Linked DNA regions of Sus scrofa: regions 2, 3, 4, 5 and 6 are each linked to region 1. Evidence: chromatin contacts called from public Hi-C and HiChIP or PLAC-seq data. All regions are on one chromosome and are shown on one strand. The core of a region is the stretch at or near the end of the contact, and the rest is flanking DNA. Distances in the headings are between cores, read along the strand shown.

Region 1 (2,700 bases), core at 196-2,695:
ATCCCTTCTGAATGGTGAAAAAAATCAAGTGAAAAACATGTATTTTTTTGAAATATTTCTGGCAGAATCTTGTTTTATTCATTGCTAATTACACTGTGGTTGGACTTTTTTTTGGTGGGGGGGCAGTCTTCTTTGGGCTGCACCCACAGCATATGGAAGTTTCCAGGCTAGGGGTTGAATCAGATCTGTAGCCACTGGCCTAGGCCACAACCACAGCAACACCAGATCCGAGCCGAATCTGTTGCCTACACTGCAACCCACAGCAAATGCTGGATCCTTAAACCACTGAGTGAGGCCAGGGATCAAACCCACGTCCTCATGGATACTAGTCAGGTTTATACCACTGAGCCACAATGGAAACTCCAAGACATGTATTTTTTGAAATATTTCTGGCAGAATCTTGTTTTATTCATTGCTTCCAACTGTGGATGGTCTGCTTTCTGGCACCAGGTGACATGAAAGTCTGTGCTTTGTATAAATAATTGTTGAGTAGCTGGAGGAGGCTAGAGTTGAATGGTTGGAGAAAAGGTAACATAAAATGTAACGCATTTTTGTTTCCTCCAGAAGAGATAGTTAAGGATAGCAAGTCTCCAAGGTTGATGTTTTCATTTTGTTTTACCTTAAATGTTTCGGGAACAACAAGGAGGTTTTTTGTTTGTTTTAATAAAGCCATTGTAGTAAAAGTCAAATGGTACCAATTTGTGTGGACTGTGAGATTAACCTAAAGGAGCTGCCTGCAGACAGGACTTTGGGAGTAGAGGTCACAGAGAAGGCAGATCATATGCATCAGTTAGGTACCATATTGTTTACTGCTTGGAACAAAATCCCCTCGGCTCCCACGCTTAAGCACAGCTTCCGAGCAATTACTCAGGTCCAAAGTTTACTTCCGATTCCAGCCTTTACAGACCAGTGCTGAGCCCATCAAGTTTTATGGCAGTCAATGCATCTCCCTTCCAGAAGCAACTGGTCACAGCCATTTCCAACACAAAGCTGCTTGGTCCATGCTGTCTTCTTTTTATAGTCTGTTTCCAGACTCAGTGACCCATAAAGTTAACTTATAGCCAAGTCACAGCCATGACCAGAGCTGTTGTTTTTGTGTCCATCCCTCAAGTTCCCTGGCTTCCCGGGCAAGGCCTGTTGCCTTTTCCCAGGACATTGCTTAGAGGCAATGCATCATTCTGTTTGTCTCTTGTGGGGTCATTCCTTTTGGTCCAATCCCTGGTCCTGGGTCTTGAATCCAGACTGTTTGCTTGAAACATTCCCAAACCCTGGGATTTTCTGGTTTGCCCCCAAGAATGCCCATACTGAAGTTCTGTGCCTAGCAGGACCCTTATTAATGGAGATATGGCTCCCACTTGGTAAGTTGAGGTCAGGGCATACTGTGAGCTCCAACCACCTGTGCAAACACAGCAGTGATTCAGTGGGTATTTCTAGCTAGATGTCCTGATGGTGTCAGTTACGACCTAATTTGTCTTCTCCCCCACCCCCCCCTTCCTCTCCAAATAGGGTGAGTATATATAACAAAGAGAATGTGATAGAGTGACTTGGCCTTTAGAAAGGTGGAATTTGAAAGTTACTTAATTTAGAGAAACTCATTAGGGCATGGAGTCCAGAAATGGGCATGTGTTATTTTAGGATTACTGAGTCACCCAACCTCTTCATTTTATTGATTTGGATGGATTAGTAAGTTTCCTTGCCTTGATCAAGTTTGGGGAGCTAGTTAAAGGCAAGGCCTGGGTTGGAACACTTATCTTCTTACTCTCAATCTGGTATTTTTCTCCTTACAGAATGTTGTCTTCCATCAGAATCTAGTTTTGTTCTGTGACAGAAAGATTAACTTCACAAAGAAGGAGAGAGGACTGAAACATATCTTGGTTTTAGTAGGACTGGTGCCTGTCTCCCACAACCTATTAATTAATGATGGAAGAAAACAGGGGTTAAATCTTATCATAGACACCCCAAATTAGAATATCTTGATTTATAGAGTTTTAGGACTAGGAGGTACTATAAACCATTGAATACAGCAGGTTTCACACTGTGCTCAGTGGAACCCTGGGATCCTGCACAAGTGCCGCAAAGGCCTTGTAAGGATGAGGGAAGGAGAGTGTGCAGGACTCTGAGCCTTCTCTCCTGGGGCCACTAGAGCAAGCCTGTCTTCACTGTTGGGGTTTTAGGTTAGATTTTATCTTTTTTTTTTTTTTTTTTTTTTTTTTTGCTTTTTAGGACCACATCTATGGCATATGGAAGTTCCCAGGCTAGGGGTGGAATTGGAGCTTTAGCTGCCAGCCTATACCACAGCCACAGCAACGCCAGATCTGAGCCATGTCTTCGACCTACTACACCACAGCTCATAGCAATGCCAGATCCTTAACCCACTGAGCCAGGCCAGGCATTAGACTCTCATCCTCGTGGATACTATTTGGGTTTGTTACTGTTGAGCCACAATAGGAACTGCAGGTTAGATTTTATCTTAAAATGGAAGTCCACTTCTAAAGAAAGAATGCAAACCTTAAATCTAGTTCAAACCTCTCAATTTACAGATGAGAAAACCAAAGCCTCCAGTCTTGACTCTGGGGAGTTGCAGGGCAAGAATCATCCTATTTTAGGGATAAGGGATTCAAAGCTTAAGAGATTTATAGAAAGATACAGGAGTTCCCGTCGTGGCGCAGTGGTTAACAAATCCAACTAGGAACCATGAGG
Region 2 (2,700 bases), core at 11-2,510, 800 kb after region 1:
TAATAAGCACACATAAAAAATACTGGAAGGAACTATGCCAAATGTCAATAGTGATTTTGTTTGGGTGGTAGAACTACTAAAATATTTTTCTTCTTTTTACCTTCTGCCTTTTTTAAATGCCAGTATTATTTACTGACAGCAAAGTGCACAGGTTTTAAGGGTACGGTGAGTTCTGACAGGAGTTCCCGCCGTGGCACAATGGGTTAAGAATCCAAATGCAGCAGCTTGGGTCACTGCAGAGACTCAGGTTCGACCCCTGGCCCAGTGCAGTGGGCTTAAAGGATCTGGCGTTGCCACAACTGTGGTGTAGGTCACAGCTGCAGCTCAGATTCCATCCCTGAGCCGGACACTTCCATAAGCTGTGGGTGCAGCCGTGAAAAAAAAAAGTTCTGACAAATAGGTATACCAACACCGATATCCCCAAAAGTCCCCTTGTGTGCTTATCAATCTCCCTCTCTGGCCAGTGGCTACTATTCTGATTTCTCTCTCCTCAGAGGGAGGAATTAAAGATACCTCCTGCCCATTTTAGAGATAGACGCGACAGGTTTTTGGATTGGCCTCTGACCTGCTTTCGTGCTGCCTTGAGACTTTTTTTGAAGCGGGGAAGGAGCTATTGAGGAAGAAGCCAGAAGCCCCCAGCAGGAGTGAGCACCGGGGCACCAGCATCCCGCAGGAGACGTGTATGAGCAAAAATGGGGCCGAGAGAGGAGGCGGTGGCGGGGGACGAGCTGAAAAAGAGCTTACAAATTGTGAAGAGAAATCATGGCATTTATTTCTAAATGACAAGTCTTTATCTTCCTCGCCCAGGCCTATTTGTTGACAAGCCATTCTGTCACAATGTGTTGGTCAGACCCAGGGAGGCCCGGCGTTCTGGCGGGGCATCAGGCCTTGATCTTGTCTCCGGTGGAATTCAGGAGGCTCCCCTGTAAGCAATCAGCCTCCTAATGGGCAGGAGGCACCTCTGGGAATGGGAATTTGACAAGGCTTGTCAAAGCTGTCAGGCAGCGGCAGAGTCTTTCTCATTCTCCTGTTCCCACCCCGGGAGGGGAACAGCTCCGTGGGCTCTGCCAGTCCTTGCAGGACAAGAGCTGAAACCACAATGAAACGCTGCTCCGACATGAGCGGGGCAGACGCATAAATCCGTCACATTAAAAAACATCTGGATGAACAAAACAGGAGCAGGCCAAGTGCACAGTGTACCTCGGGGCTGTGGGAACAGCCTATGGGGAGCCCAGCTGAGTGAAGGACACCCCTTCCCCCCCCCCATTCCCTATCACTGGGCAGCCGGGAATTAAAATTGCCTAAGAATCAAGCAGGTGGCAGGGGCCTCTCTGGCAGATAAAGGTTATCTAAGGATAGGCTTTTCCCTGAGGCTGTTACGTTGTCTCCCTCAGCTCCCTGAGAATTAAATTCACAGGGGAAGCAGTCACACCCTTCCAAGAAAAGAGGGCCACTGGGCTGAGAGGCGCTGCAGGAGGAGCTGGGGCTGGAGGAGGCGGGGTGGGGGGCTCTCCTGGACCCAGGGCCTGGGTGACGAAGGCCTGGCCTTGCTTCCCCCCAGAGAGCCAGGGCAGCTGGAAGCCAGAGCAGGATTGTCCTAGGCCTCGCCTCTGACTCCAGTTTAGTGCAAAACCAAGAAGAATGGGGGCAGAGGGGAGGAGGTAGACATTCCATCATCACATGATCGCAGGACCGGCCCTTCGGGACTTGATGAATGTCGGAAGATGAGACGAGATCTCAAGCTGCAAACAAGTGTCTTCCTCTTTCCTCCTTCGCACAAACCCTGACCCTTTCACCACACATACGTGCCCGCCCCAGTCCCCGCTTATCTGTCCTGAAGAGGAACGTGCTTTCTGAGCCCTGAAACCTGTCTTCCCTTAATTCTGCTGCTCAGAGTGAAGCTTCCCCTGGTGACTGATGACAGAAAATTGCTTATTTCAAGAAACATGGAACCCCACTTGCAGACAATGGCCTCCATTCTGGGTGCTGTTTCAGAGGCTTCTGCCCAGACAGGAGAGCTTAGCGAGTGCTTTGAGGCGATCCTGAATGAGGGGGAAGCGGGAAGAACCGATTCTCTAGAATCCACCCGGCCACACACACACACATGCATAGCCTGGCCCAGAAACCGCACCACGTGACTCAGATACATGGGGGCTTCTAATTACTTCCCTGTCTAATTCATGCTAACACAGCAATTAGCGATAAAGCTCAAAACACTCATACACATTAGCCTGATGACATTTAATTATGACATTAGATGTATTGAGATATGTAGCTTAGCAAGTAATAAGAAATCTACATGTATGGCCAATCTAATCTGTGGTGTTAAAAAAAAAAAATACAAGAAAGCCATGAAATCCTCACTTTGTCATTAAAAGAAAATGGGGAATGGGTACATTTTTATGTGAAATATGCCATTTCCTGAGGCTGACTAGGAATCCGGCCTCCTTGGCCCAGAAAACATAGCTTGGTCTTTATTTGTGAGCAAAGAAGAGAAACGAAAGGTAGATGGTACTTGATTATTGCTCCATACTCTGCCTCCATCCTGATTTTTAGTCCCTTAGACCTCAGCAGAAGAAATAGGGGGAAACATGACAGTGTTTCGCTGGGATGGTCCAAGGATGTGCCACTCGCTTGTGGTTTACATGGGGCCTGTTCACGAGCATGATTAATAGCTCCGCGACACGGCCAAAAAGCACA
Region 3 (2,700 bases), core at 133-2,632, 540 kb after region 1:
TGGGGGCTGCTGGGGGCTGTGCCTACATTACATGGGGAGAGAACGGGCACAAGGGTGGGGCTGGGGAGCCTCCAGATTCCGCTCTCCTGGTGTACCCTTCGCCTGTGGTGTCATGTGATTTGTACGTTTTAAACTCCTTTTTCTAACAGAGTAAAGGATCGGGACAGCAGCGCACAGCAGGGAGATCACAGCAGAAACATCTACCACTAGCTGGTGGGTAAACGGCCGACACCCTAAAGAAGTGACTCATCGAGTGGAGTTCCTGATGATAAGAGCGTAAGAGAAGGAAGAAAATCCCTCCCCAGACCGCTGAGTTCAAGGTCATGGCCACATCCCTCATCAGGTGTGGGTCTACTTTGCTTTCTCTCAAGCAGCAGGCAGAAATCCTACACCATCCACCCCGCCAACGTCCAGCTTGCGAGCACAACTGGGGGCACCTTCCCCATCGTGCCCACGCCCTGGGGACATGAGGGCAAGGACACGCTCAGTGCACTGAAGCCTGATCAGTGTTCTCCAGGCGGATACACAGGCCCTTCCCTTTCATGTGCCTCCAATCCTGCCCCACCCACACCCCCCGGAGGAGAGGAAAGCGGGGAAGACAGCGCTGTGGCAAGCAACCCAAAACGAACCCAGGCAGAACCACCATCCGCCCCCCGTGGGGCAGCCAGATGGCTCTTTCTCCGCCTGGGACCAGGTCCCTGGGAGAACCCTGAGCTCCGAGGCAGGAGGACCGCCTGTCCCTGCAGACAAACGTCAACCTCACTCTAGCTGCCCCATTTCAGCAGGACAGGGATTCGCAGCGCGTCCTTGCTTCTCTGGACCCTCGAAAAGCTCAGAGCCATTTACTCTCTTTTGCTCAACGTCCACTCTTTGCCACTAGGACAGTGTGAAGTCTGGAGATCTGGGCTCAGCATAAGACAAAATAGAGGAAGAAGCCGCAGAAAATGTTTTCTCCCGTGTGCTGCCTGGGGAGCCAGGCCTTGACTTTGACATGTGCTGGAGGTGTGGTGCCCAAAGTAAACCTTTGAACTGCTTTTTTGGAACCTCCAAAAAGACACTGCACATCAAAGGGGGCTAAGCATTTTGCATGAATCAACTACCTTCTGAAAAAGAAAGGAAGCCCAAACTCAAAGCACATTGCCAGCCCTCAGACCCAAACGTGGCCCCCTGCACATGCTCACCACATGGCTTCTCTCCCAGTTCAGTGGAATCAAGCCCCGCAGACACGCCCGGGGGCCCCATCGCACAGCAGCCATCACTGGCTGCTCCCTGCAGCCCCCCGCTCAGGATACAATGGGGCCACTTGTTGGAGGAGCCCCACGCCCCACACCCATGCCCACCTCGAGGAAGCCCGCATAAGCTCGGACTCCAGGCACGAGGACAGCCCTGCTGGGCAGCCCCACCCCAAGCGCCAGCACAGGATGCAGTCTGGGGCTGAACAGGGAGTCCTGTGTGAGCTCCCTGGCACCATGCCCAGAGAGCCACATCTTAGGCCGCTGCCCCAGCGTCGGTGGGCACAGCAAAGAATTCCAGCCCCTGAAAGGAGGCAGAACAGGGAGCAGGTCTCGAGCCTTAGGATGCATCTGCCTTCCGCCCTCCTGGAATTAATTCAGTTCACGGCAGGCAGTCATGGTGATCAGCAGCAGAGGAGCTGAAACTCAGAGGCCACCACTGCCCCAGGCGCTCCTAGAAACTGATAAGATATTTTCTTCCTGACCAGCCAGAGGAGGAAAGCAGTTTCAGGCCCTTCCCTAGCAGCTGTGCTATCTACAGACCTGCAGCTGGAGCCGTCATTGGAGAGCAGCAGGGAGTGGGCCTGGAAGGCCGCTTGCATCCTCTCCAGCCCCTATCAGCTTTCAGAGCTCTGGGAAGACGTCCGACCTTAGGATCTCACTGGAGGCACAGGAAACAGTTTTTTGAAACAAGATGCTATCATTCTTGGCAAGTGTCTTTTTAAAAGTCATTTTCTCTGGTAAGTAAAGTTCTAGATTCGGGAAAAGAAAAATGGTTGAAAACTGCTAATGCAACCTGATTGGTGAGAGTTTTAATTAGCAGTTCAAAAACTGCCCACATTCTGTGTTTTTAATTAATAGGCACAATTTCTGCAGAGCTCTACTTCAATAGGAGCTATATAAAACCAATGAGTGGGTGACATTATTCCATTCAAAAAAGAACTATAAGAAGAAGAAAAAAAGCTGAATTAGGAGGAGCAGAGAAGACAAATGAGCTGTTTCTCTGGGCTATTCCGCTATAAATAAGCACTGTTACCTAACATCTCTTGCTGGAAGCCCTTCACTGCATGACCAGTCAATCCCTTGATCCATTTTAACACAATGACATTCTGACCCTTGGGTCTAGATACTGGGTATCCCAGCCACATACCCTCATTCAAAAAAGACTGATGGAGCAAGCTATGTGCCCAGCACCAGGAAGGTGCCAAGGATGCTGAGATGAAAGAGCTGGTCCCCACTGTCCAAAGAGCTCATAGGAAATAATTGAGTAAAAAAAAAAAAAAAAAAATGCCGTATGACAAGCCCTACACCAAGTAGGCAAGTATTAAATGTCTGCAGATGGAACGCAGGGTAAGTAACAGGTGCTCCACACGTACAGGTGGGGCACAGGGGAGGGATGACCAGCTCTGCCAGGGTGGGATTCACCCAGAGATCAGCTACCTGGTGCACGGAGGGAAGGCCACACCAA
Region 4 (2,700 bases), core at 125-2,624, 970 kb after region 1:
TAGGAATTTATTTAGACTTGGCCACAGGGATGTGTATCAAGTGTATTTCACTGTGTATCACAGTGAAAAATTGTAACCGATGGGGGTTGGCTAAATTAGTGAACATCTGTTCCCTGCAATCATTAAAATGATATGGTAGCAAGAATATTTAATGACATAATGTAGTAAGTGAAAACAGCAAGTGAGAAAATAGTATGTGCAGTTGAATCCTTTGTTGGTGGTGTAATTTAGATCGTGTATTTGTTCAGGAAAAGTAATAAAAGGACACACGCACACATATACACACACCAAAACCAACAGTGTTTTATCTGAATGATCAAAATAAGTTTAATTTTTGTTTGTTTATCCGAGAAATACCTGCTGATCTCCTGCCATATGCCAGCACGTGCTGAGTGCCAGGCACTCAGTGGTGAAGAGTAGTTGTGATGTGACAGAGGGAGGAGACAGGTGCTTTGGGAGGCAAAGTGTCCAGGGTGCCGTGGGCACACTTTCAAAGGACAGCTAAGACTTTCTGGATGTCACAGTGCAGACACCATGCAGATGGGGGTGGAGAGCGGTGTGTTGTCGAGTAAATGTAAGGTCTCCAGGTGATAATCGTGTGCAGGGGTTTGGGAAGAGAGAGGGAGGCTCAGGAGATAAGGCGTATTGTGTTTTCTCTGAGTAATGAGCATTGGAGTGTAATTTTTAAAAATGGTACCTAGAATCTTCTTCCAAAACTACCCACATCCTAAAGAGATGGAGGCAAGGGAGGTTTTCCCAGGACTGACTGACTGGCAGGGCTTGGGCTGGACGTCTCTGGTGAAATAGGTGAATATCAGATAGCTCATTTAATTTCTAGACGTGCTGCTTAAATGCCTCTGCCCCTACTACTGATGAGAGCAAAACAAGCATGTGATGTATGTAAAAATACACGAATATGAGTTTTTATCATAACTCTGCAGAACAGTGTAAAAATGATGCTTCCTGCTGTAGCCACGTTGCAGAATAAAAGTCAGAAAATCAGTATTCTTTACAAATGACTAGTCACAGTGGCAAATACCGTCTGCTGAACTTATTTGTAGATTGCATTAATAAGTCACTCCCCGCCCATGTCACCCCAGCCAAAACTGAAACGGAGATTTACATAGCAAAATACAAGGTGCCTCGAACAAAGGTGGCCCTGAATTCTGGTGAAGGGATCCTCAGGATGGCAAAAGGCCAAATGATGGGGCTGTTGGTGCCAGGTCGTGCTGGAGGGCTGGGGCTGCCCTGGCTTCTGCAGGTGCCCAAAGGAAACGGGCCCAAGTCTTCTGACAGCTCTTTCCAAGGAGATGGGTTTTAACCTCAAATACCCGGTACCCTTTGACCAGATTTAGACCAAGATGATTGTCTTAAAATAGTTCTTGGCCGTGACCCCTGCCAGAATGACTTGTAAATCATTTTGTGCCAGGAGCTGAGCTGACTTTGGTTTGTGGGCTGCTGATTCCAGGTCTGGGAATGAGGTCTTGATTCTCTGTGTCTCTACGGGGCCTCTCCCCCATAGTCCACTTTTGAGACCCTCGTGGAGTTCTTGACCTCGTGAGTGCCAGCACTGGGGTTTTGAGATTTGCCACAGCAGTTTTTAGAACTGCAGCGGGCTGTCCTCTGTAACGAGAAGCCTGTAGACTGGGGCAGGGGATTCATCTGACCCCACCCCCCAATCCAGCCCCTGCACACGCCCAGTGTGGATTGCCTGCTTCCTGCCACCCTGAGTGAGTCCTGGCTGTGGGGAGCCTCCCTTGGTTTGAAATCTCGGTTTGAAAAGGGATGAAAACTTAAGCAAGCCTCTTCTTTGTACTGGTCAATACTGGATTTGCTTTTCTGCCCAACACAGAAGTAGGTCCCATAACACAAACCATAAGTGGTACTCTGATTCAGCTTGCAAAAAAGCGCCTTCTTACTTTCCTCTTTCTTTTCTTTTCTTTTTTTTTTTAAGAAAAGATATAAATCTACTTTTTAAAAAATATCCCAAGGCCTAAAAGGGAGTTCGTGCTCTGAATATTTCTTTAATAAGTCACCTTGGACAGTGCGAAACTTGGGGGAATTTCCCCACATCTGGTCCAGGTCCCTGAATTCTGTCACCAAAGGTGTGGCTTTTGGCATTGACTTGTATTTAATTTGGGTGGCTACTCTCCAGAAAAATCACTTTAACTGGGTGAGTTGACACAATCGCCCCTCCCCTTCTTTTTTTTTTTTTAACAACTGTAAATCAGTCCAGATTTTTTTTTTTTTTTAAGTCAAGTTTACTGAAGTTGTGTACCAATGCACCCATTTTGGGCGTACGTTTTTATAACATTGGGCAACTGCCTGCACCTGGGTATTATGTGCAGCCCTGTCAACACCTCAGAAAGCGCCCACCCGCTTGCAGCCAGTACCCTGCCCTCCGCCTCCCCTTCTATAGTCCGCAGGCACTGCCCTGATTCCTAGCACCGTCCTGAAGGTTTGCAGACACAGAGGCAGACGTGTGTCTTGGTGCTGTCACTGTAATGCTTTTGCAGTTCACATGTGTGTACCAATTGTTTGTTCTTTCCTTTTGTGGCTGAATAGTCTTTTATTCTTTTTGTCTTTCTGTGCTTTTTCATGGCTTTCTGTTTTTCTGTCTTTCTCTTATCTTCTCAGATAGTCTTGTCCTTTGTTATTTCTTTTTTTCCCCTTTTTTTCTTTTTAGGGCCACACCCACGG
Region 5 (2,700 bases), core at 174-2,673, 650 kb after region 1:
AGGTCAGGCCCTTCACACAAGCCCCTTATAGCCCCAGGAAAGAGGCAGGGAAAGCCCAGATGGGAAAGGGCCCATGTTTAGACGTCCACAATCTATCATGCCAAAGGGAAAGCAAGGAAAATATTTAACCGACAACCAAACCGGAACAACTGGGCCAGAAGGCAAACAGCGAAGGTGTGCTGAGGGATCGAGGGGCTTTCCACGCTCCAGTAGCTGCTGCGAGATTCACTTCCCCCTGCTGTCCTTCCTCCTTCAGAGTCCTGCCTCCCTCTAACCCTGGCTCAGAGAGATCCTCGGAAAGCTGCCGGGCTGATAATGTTGGCCTGTGCAGAGCTCAGGGCTTGGGCACACGGTTGAAAGGCAAATGATCTGAACCTCAAAGGCAGATTAGGCCGCTTTTACAGCACCGCCAGCTTCTGTGGTTTCTATTTTCTCCCAGGATTTTTTTTTTTTTAATTTAAAAAAAACTTTTTTAACAAAATGCACATTCATATTTTATTTCCTAAAGATGACTGAACTTTTCAACCAGGAAAATCCCCTTTAGGTCAAATAACATCCTCAACTACTACGTGCGAGTAATTGCATCATAATTTCCTTTGATGGAGAAAACAGGATGACAAAAGGCTAGTGTAGCTTATGTAACTCTATAAATACGTATATCACAGCAGCCTTGACAGATACGTGAAAAACTTATGTAGGAGACATTATTTATTCACCACCCCCAGTCTCCCCCCTGCCAATGCTGCCCTCTGTGCCGGCGCCCCCTCTTTAAGGGTTAACCTCACAGGTTGTCCTAGGGCCAGGGGTCACAGATGCTGGGACCAGCTCTCAGGGCAGACAGAGATTTAGGAAGGAGAATATTATTTCGCCCATAACTCATCTCTGCCTGTCACTTCCTCTCCTCTTAACAGTAGAGAGCAGAAATGCAGCGGACACTAGAGGTGCGGGGCGGGGAGCTGTCAGTCCTGAATCACATGGTTTCCTCATACCCACCAAGGGTGTGATGGCTAAAAGGCCCAGGACACAGAAGGTTTGAATTTTCAATGGTAGTATCTCAAGAAGAGAGTGACCAACGAAAATCTGAGATTCTCCATTGATAAAACTAGGAATAGATGGTATCTACTGAAAAAGCCAAAGCCTTGAGCTGGAGGTTAGCTACCCCTAAAGGGTAGAGTAACACACACACACACACACACACACACACACCCCAACAACATGTTTCCCGCAAGCAGTCTTTCTGACATCTACCAACACAAATGTTGGCTACTGACATGAAAAGGCGAAAAAGCTGGTACTGCAGTGTCTTGCCCTGTCTTAAGCAGGCAGTCAATTAACACTGAACGACTGAATGAGGCAGAGCAAAGCAGCCCTGGCCACCACCCAAAGGACAGCACAGGTTCTGTCACTCCCGCACCGGGACAAATTACGTCTGGAGGCTGGGCAAACTGGGGCCACGCCCACGCTCACGTCCCATCTTTCATCCAGGCAGGTCCCAAAAGCCTTGTCTGGCGCAGCTGATGGATGGCCCCGGAATGGCCTTGTCTGCTGCCAGGGTGAGGCGCGGCAGCTGTTTAACAGCCCTGCAAGTGACCCTGGTCGGGACTTCCACGGCAGGAAGCGCAGAAGAATAGCGTGTCCACTTAGAGCCACCACAAAGGCAGCGGGAGGAGGGACCGCCTCCCTTGGAAGCGGGCAGCCCGGCCTTCTAATTACTCACACACAAACAGGGGCGGGGGTGGCGGGGAAGGGAGGGGGAAGGGCTCGAAACCGCTCCCAGGGCATCGTTCCCCTGGAAGAGGTTGGGGCCTGCAGCCCTTGTGAGTGGAACACAGATCAGGAACATTAAGCCTCTGCCCGAGACTCGTAAAACGACACCCCATTCTTGGCTCGTCTCTGGTGCGTCCTGGGGGCTCCTTCAGTTGTCCGTCTCACAGGCAACTATCGTGCTATGTTATCTCCATAGTCAAAGAAGCCTCACACAGCCTGGAGCCCCTTCCTGGGCCCTACTCCCCCTGGGTGCCCCACTCACTGGTTTTCTCCCCCCACATCCTTTGAAGGAAGGAAAAAAGGAAGCAAAAACACTAATCTGAAAAGATAGCTGCACGCCAGGATTTACAGCAGCGTTATTTACCATTACCAAGATATAGAAACCACCCAAGTATCCAGCAACAGATGAGTACAGAAGATGTGGGATGTGGTATAAATACAAAATGGAATATTACCTAGCCATAAACAAGAAAGAAATGTTGCCATTTGCACAACATGGATGGGCTTGGAGGGTATTATGCTAAGTGAAATATTAGACAGAAAGACAAATACGGTATATTACTTATATGTGGAATTTCAGACCTAAAAACAAGCTAGTAAATATTGAAAAAAAGAAGAAAAAAAAAAAAAGAAACAGACCCACAGACATAGAGAACAAGCTGGTGACAACCACTGGGGAGGGGGAAGAGAGGGGTAGATTAAGTGGTATAAATTATTGTGTGTAAAATAAATAAGCTATAAGGATATATTGTACAATACAGGGAATACAGACAATGTTTTATAATAACTAAAAGTACAATATAACCTTTAAAAATTGTGGATCACCATCCTGTCCAGCTGAACCTTATACAGTATTTTACCTCAACTACACTGCAATTTAAAACATAAAATAAATAAACATAAAACACACACACACACACAAAAGGAGAACGA
Region 6 (2,700 bases), core at 90-2,589, 910 kb after region 1:
TTTGGCCTCTCTTGCTGTGTCCTCATGGATGAGGCCACTGCTGGCATATAAGTCCTGCGGAAGCCCTGTACCTAGAAATGTGTTCCCCCACCCTGAGACCTGAAGAGGTCAAGATAAGAGCTGGGAGGTGTTAAAATCATCAGCACAGAGAGTGAATCAGATTAATAGAAAATGAAAAAGAGGAGGAAAAAGACAGGAAAGGTAATACACGGTCTTGCCAAGATGGCAGGGAAAGGAAGCTCATCAGGAGACAGCTACTTCCACAACAGGAAAGGCTTTCAACTGCTAAAAGAGCCAATCTATTTCCCTTTTCAGGGAACACAACACTAATGTTATCCAAATCTTTTGGGAAGGAGCAATTCCTTCCTTTCCCTTTCAAGCTGAAACTGGGATGGTTTTTCAAATGTGGTGACCTGGAGTTGGTAGCCCAGCAGGGGAGTTGACAGGCCCAGGACCGGAGCAGTCCAGCCTTAGGGAGTGGCTGAGGGAACCTAGAAGAAACCCACCTTTGTTCTTTAATATTTTGCCTGGGGAAGGACAGATCCGACATTAAACCTCCTGAAAGCTGGTTAAAACCCTAAGAGTGTGGAGAAGTGGAGACTGCCAATATATGGGTCATAATGATCAGAAAGTCTTTTGAAACCACCTCCTTGTAACCTAACCATAAAGTCACTTGGGTGGCCAATAAGGAAAAGTGGAGTCTGTTCTATTGGTCCCCTCCTCAGCAAACAGCATCGGCCAAGTTTTGCCAAAGGAAGGCACAGAAGGTCATTTATTTTTCTGAATGTGAAATGAACCTATGACAAATTGTTTCAATTTAGAAAGCAGATTTTTTAAAAGGTAAAGTAATAATGAAACAATTTTAAAGCAGCATTTTATTTCATTTACCGAAAACTTTCAGTAAAATGGTTCTTAGCTGGGTTAACGTAATTATTATATAATCCACCCCACAATGCTTATTGATCGCTAATTTGCAGATGAGGAAACTGACCAGCTCAGAGAGGCCATCTAGCTTTCGGGAAGGGGCAGGGGTGATCTGAAACCCGGTCTCTCACCTCCAGTTTCTGAGACCTTCTTAGACACTGGGTTCTCTTTTCGAACATTGCTGTAGACAAAACCTCACAACTGTGATACTTTAGAGGTAAGGCGAATCCAAGGAATGAGAACTGAATGTTACGGGGAATGAATGTGAGGGCGCAGTCATCCCACTTTTCATTTCTTTAAAGGACTGCCTGGGAGAGGCTCATTTTAAACACTACTTCTGGAAAACCACGGTGAAAACGAGGAAATTGACAACGCAGAATGGCTAAGAGCGACTTGGCAAAGTTGTTCAGAAAGCAAAGGCCATAAGAGAGACACGAGGGCCTCCGGCTTCGTTTCCAGCAACGATGAGGTCGGCACCACAAGCCAGAGGCAGGTAGAAGGCAGGCTCTCGCCCGGCTGCCGCGGTTGATACTCCCGATGCTTCCTCGCGGTGAGCACGTCTGTGGGGCTCGGGGTCCGTACGCCACCGGTCTCCCCCTCGTTTTCCTCTCGCTCACAGGCGCAAAAGACGCCGGGACCAGCCGGGACCCAGCGCGATCTCCTCAAAGTCGGGGGGTCTTTCGTAGGAGCCGGCGACGAGGGGCTTCCCTTTTGGCCCCCCTGCCCGCACCCCCGACGTCGACCTCGCGCGCCGGGAGGTGGCCTTTCCGAGCGTGGGGGCGCGTGCGGCCGCGGGGCGCGTGCAGAGGTGACCTCAGGGTCCCCCGAGCCCGACCGCGGCACGCTCCGTGCGAAAACGCGAGGCGGTGTCCTGAGGTGACACCGGCTGCGCCGCCGAGGCAGCAGGCGCCGCCGATCAACTAGTTCGCACCGAGGATTCCTCTTGGTGCGTGGCCCAGTTTTCCTTAGGACGGGCTCCAACCCCTCGCTGCCACCGCCCCCCGCGCCGCCCCGCTCCGAGGCCTTCCCCGGAGACGCCGCGCGTCCCTCCCCCGCCGCTCGGCGCGGGCCGGCGCGCGCGCGCGCGCGCGATTCCTCGATTCCACAGGCGGTTCGCGCCGTGGGTGGGGGCGGGGCGTGCGGGGAGGGGGGCGGCCGCCGCGGGGGGAGGGGGGCCGTGGCCGGGAACCTGGGGGCGGGGGCGGGCCGGCGTGGGGAGTTCCTCGCTCGCGGACCACACGCTCCGCGGGCCAATCCCGAGCCAGCCTCTCGCAGTGTCACACGCGGGACACGTCCAAGCGTTTGTTGGCAGAGCCTGCGATGGGGAGGGGGAGGGGGCGGGGAGGAGGGAGGGGGGTTTGAGTGACAGGCTTGCGGGGCAGGCTGGGAATTGTAGTTCTCAGCTCCCGTGGCCATAGCCATTTTGTAGTCGGGAGACTACAACTTCCAGAAGATCGAGGGGACCATTCTAAGGTGCCCCGGGAATAGGCGGCTCTCCCCGGGGCCGGGCGTTCTGGGGCACTGGCACCCAGCAGCCCGGCTGCAGGTAGACAAGAGGGCAATGGCGGGGGTTAGCGTGCGGCGGCTGTGGGGTGAGCGGCAAGCTGGGGAAAGGGGGTGAGGTGGAGCGACCGAGCGTGCCATGCATTGAGCTAGGGAGCCTCTCTCAATTCCACTCCTAGGCTTGGCGTGGGAGCGATTCTTGAGGGGTAGCCTGGGCAAGGTTCGTCGAGGCCTCTTGGATGTCTGGTCGACCCAGCTGCAGGGGTCCTCGGA

Evidence for each region. A called contact is a pair of places that touch in the nucleus more often than the background predicts. HiChIP or PLAC-seq counts read pairs in DNA pulled down with a chosen protein or histone mark.
Region 2: an H3K27ac HiChIP or PLAC-seq map of skeletal muscle shows a contact between it and region 1, with 14 times the contacts expected there. The contact joins two enhancer-like sites. A contact is called at or near these places in 2 of 47 Hi-C or Micro-C datasets (embryonic fibroblasts and fetal heart ventricle) and 1 of 2 datasets of contacts at active chromatin or transcription factors (skeletal muscle).
Region 3: a contact with region 1 is called in an H3K27ac HiChIP or PLAC-seq map of skeletal muscle, with 6 times the contacts expected there. The contact joins two enhancer-like sites. A contact is called at or near these places in 2 of 47 Hi-C or Micro-C datasets (embryonic fibroblasts and skeletal muscle) and 1 of 2 datasets of contacts at active chromatin or transcription factors (skeletal muscle).
Region 4: a contact with region 1 is called in a Hi-C map of skeletal muscle, with 5 times the contacts expected there. The contact joins two enhancer-like sites. A contact is called at or near these places in 2 of 47 Hi-C or Micro-C datasets (epiblast stem cells and skeletal muscle) and 1 of 2 datasets of contacts at active chromatin or transcription factors (skeletal muscle).
Region 5: an H3K27ac HiChIP or PLAC-seq map of skeletal muscle shows a contact between it and region 1, with 6 times the contacts expected there. The contact joins two enhancer-like sites. A contact is called at or near these places in 2 of 47 Hi-C or Micro-C datasets (embryonic fibroblasts and epiblast stem cells) and 1 of 2 datasets of contacts at active chromatin or transcription factors (skeletal muscle).
Region 6: an H3K27ac HiChIP or PLAC-seq map of skeletal muscle shows a contact between it and region 1, with 9 times the contacts expected there. The contact joins the promoter of JARID2 here to the enhancer-like site in region 1. A contact is called at or near these places in 4 of 5 promoter capture datasets (fetal liver, fetal skeletal muscle and liver), 17 of 47 Hi-C or Micro-C datasets (brain, embryonic fibroblasts, epiblast stem cells and 9 more) and 2 of 2 datasets of contacts at active chromatin or transcription factors (alveolar macrophages and skeletal muscle).

The regions. Positions count from the first base shown.
Region 1 is chr7:10,448,121-10,450,820 of Sscrofa11.1, forward strand. All of the region lies in intron 1 of LOC106507125 (a long non-coding RNA gene), which reads left to right. Among named protein-coding and RNA genes, the nearest start is that of CD83, 100 kb to the left of the region's middle. Within about 2 kb of position 1,446, at least 2 of the 83 cell types and tissues checked have an H3K27ac peak or open chromatin away from gene starts, as enhancers often do. A contact at or near this core is called in skeletal muscle, where this site is marked.
Region 2 is chr7:11,250,436-11,253,135 of Sscrofa11.1, forward strand. No RefSeq gene overlaps it. Among named protein-coding and RNA genes, the nearest start is that of JARID2, 110 kb to the right of the region's middle. Within about 2 kb of position 1,261, at least 10 of the 83 cell types and tissues checked have an H3K27ac peak or open chromatin away from gene starts, as enhancers often do. A contact at or near this core is called in skeletal muscle, where this site is marked.
Region 3 is chr7:10,985,734-10,988,433 of Sscrofa11.1, forward strand. The region is part of intron 1 of LOC110261780 (a long non-coding RNA gene); the gene reads right to left. Among named protein-coding and RNA genes, the nearest start is that of MIR9807, 230 kb to the left of the region's middle. Within about 2 kb of position 1,383, at least 8 of the 83 cell types and tissues checked have an H3K27ac peak or open chromatin away from gene starts, as enhancers often do. A contact at or near this core is called in skeletal muscle, where this site is marked.
Region 4 is chr7:11,418,102-11,420,801 of Sscrofa11.1, forward strand. All of the region lies in intron 2 of JARID2 (protein Jumonji), which reads left to right. Among named protein-coding and RNA genes, the nearest start is that of JARID2, 61 kb to the left of the region's middle. Within about 2 kb of position 1,375, at least 11 of the 83 cell types and tissues checked have an H3K27ac peak or open chromatin away from gene starts, as enhancers often do. A contact at or near this core is called in skeletal muscle, where this site is marked.
Region 5 is chr7:11,095,613-11,098,312 of Sscrofa11.1, forward strand. The region is part of intron 1 of LOC110261780 (a long non-coding RNA gene); the gene reads right to left. Among named protein-coding and RNA genes, the nearest start is that of JARID2, 260 kb to the right of the region's middle. Within about 2 kb of position 1,424, at least 19 of the 83 cell types and tissues checked have an H3K27ac peak or open chromatin away from gene starts, as enhancers often do. A contact at or near this core is called in skeletal muscle, where this site is marked.
Region 6 is chr7:11,356,904-11,359,603 of Sscrofa11.1, forward strand. JARID2 (protein Jumonji) reads left to right here and starts at 1,340. Exons shown (of 19, transcript XM_021100205.1): 1 at 1,340-1,474.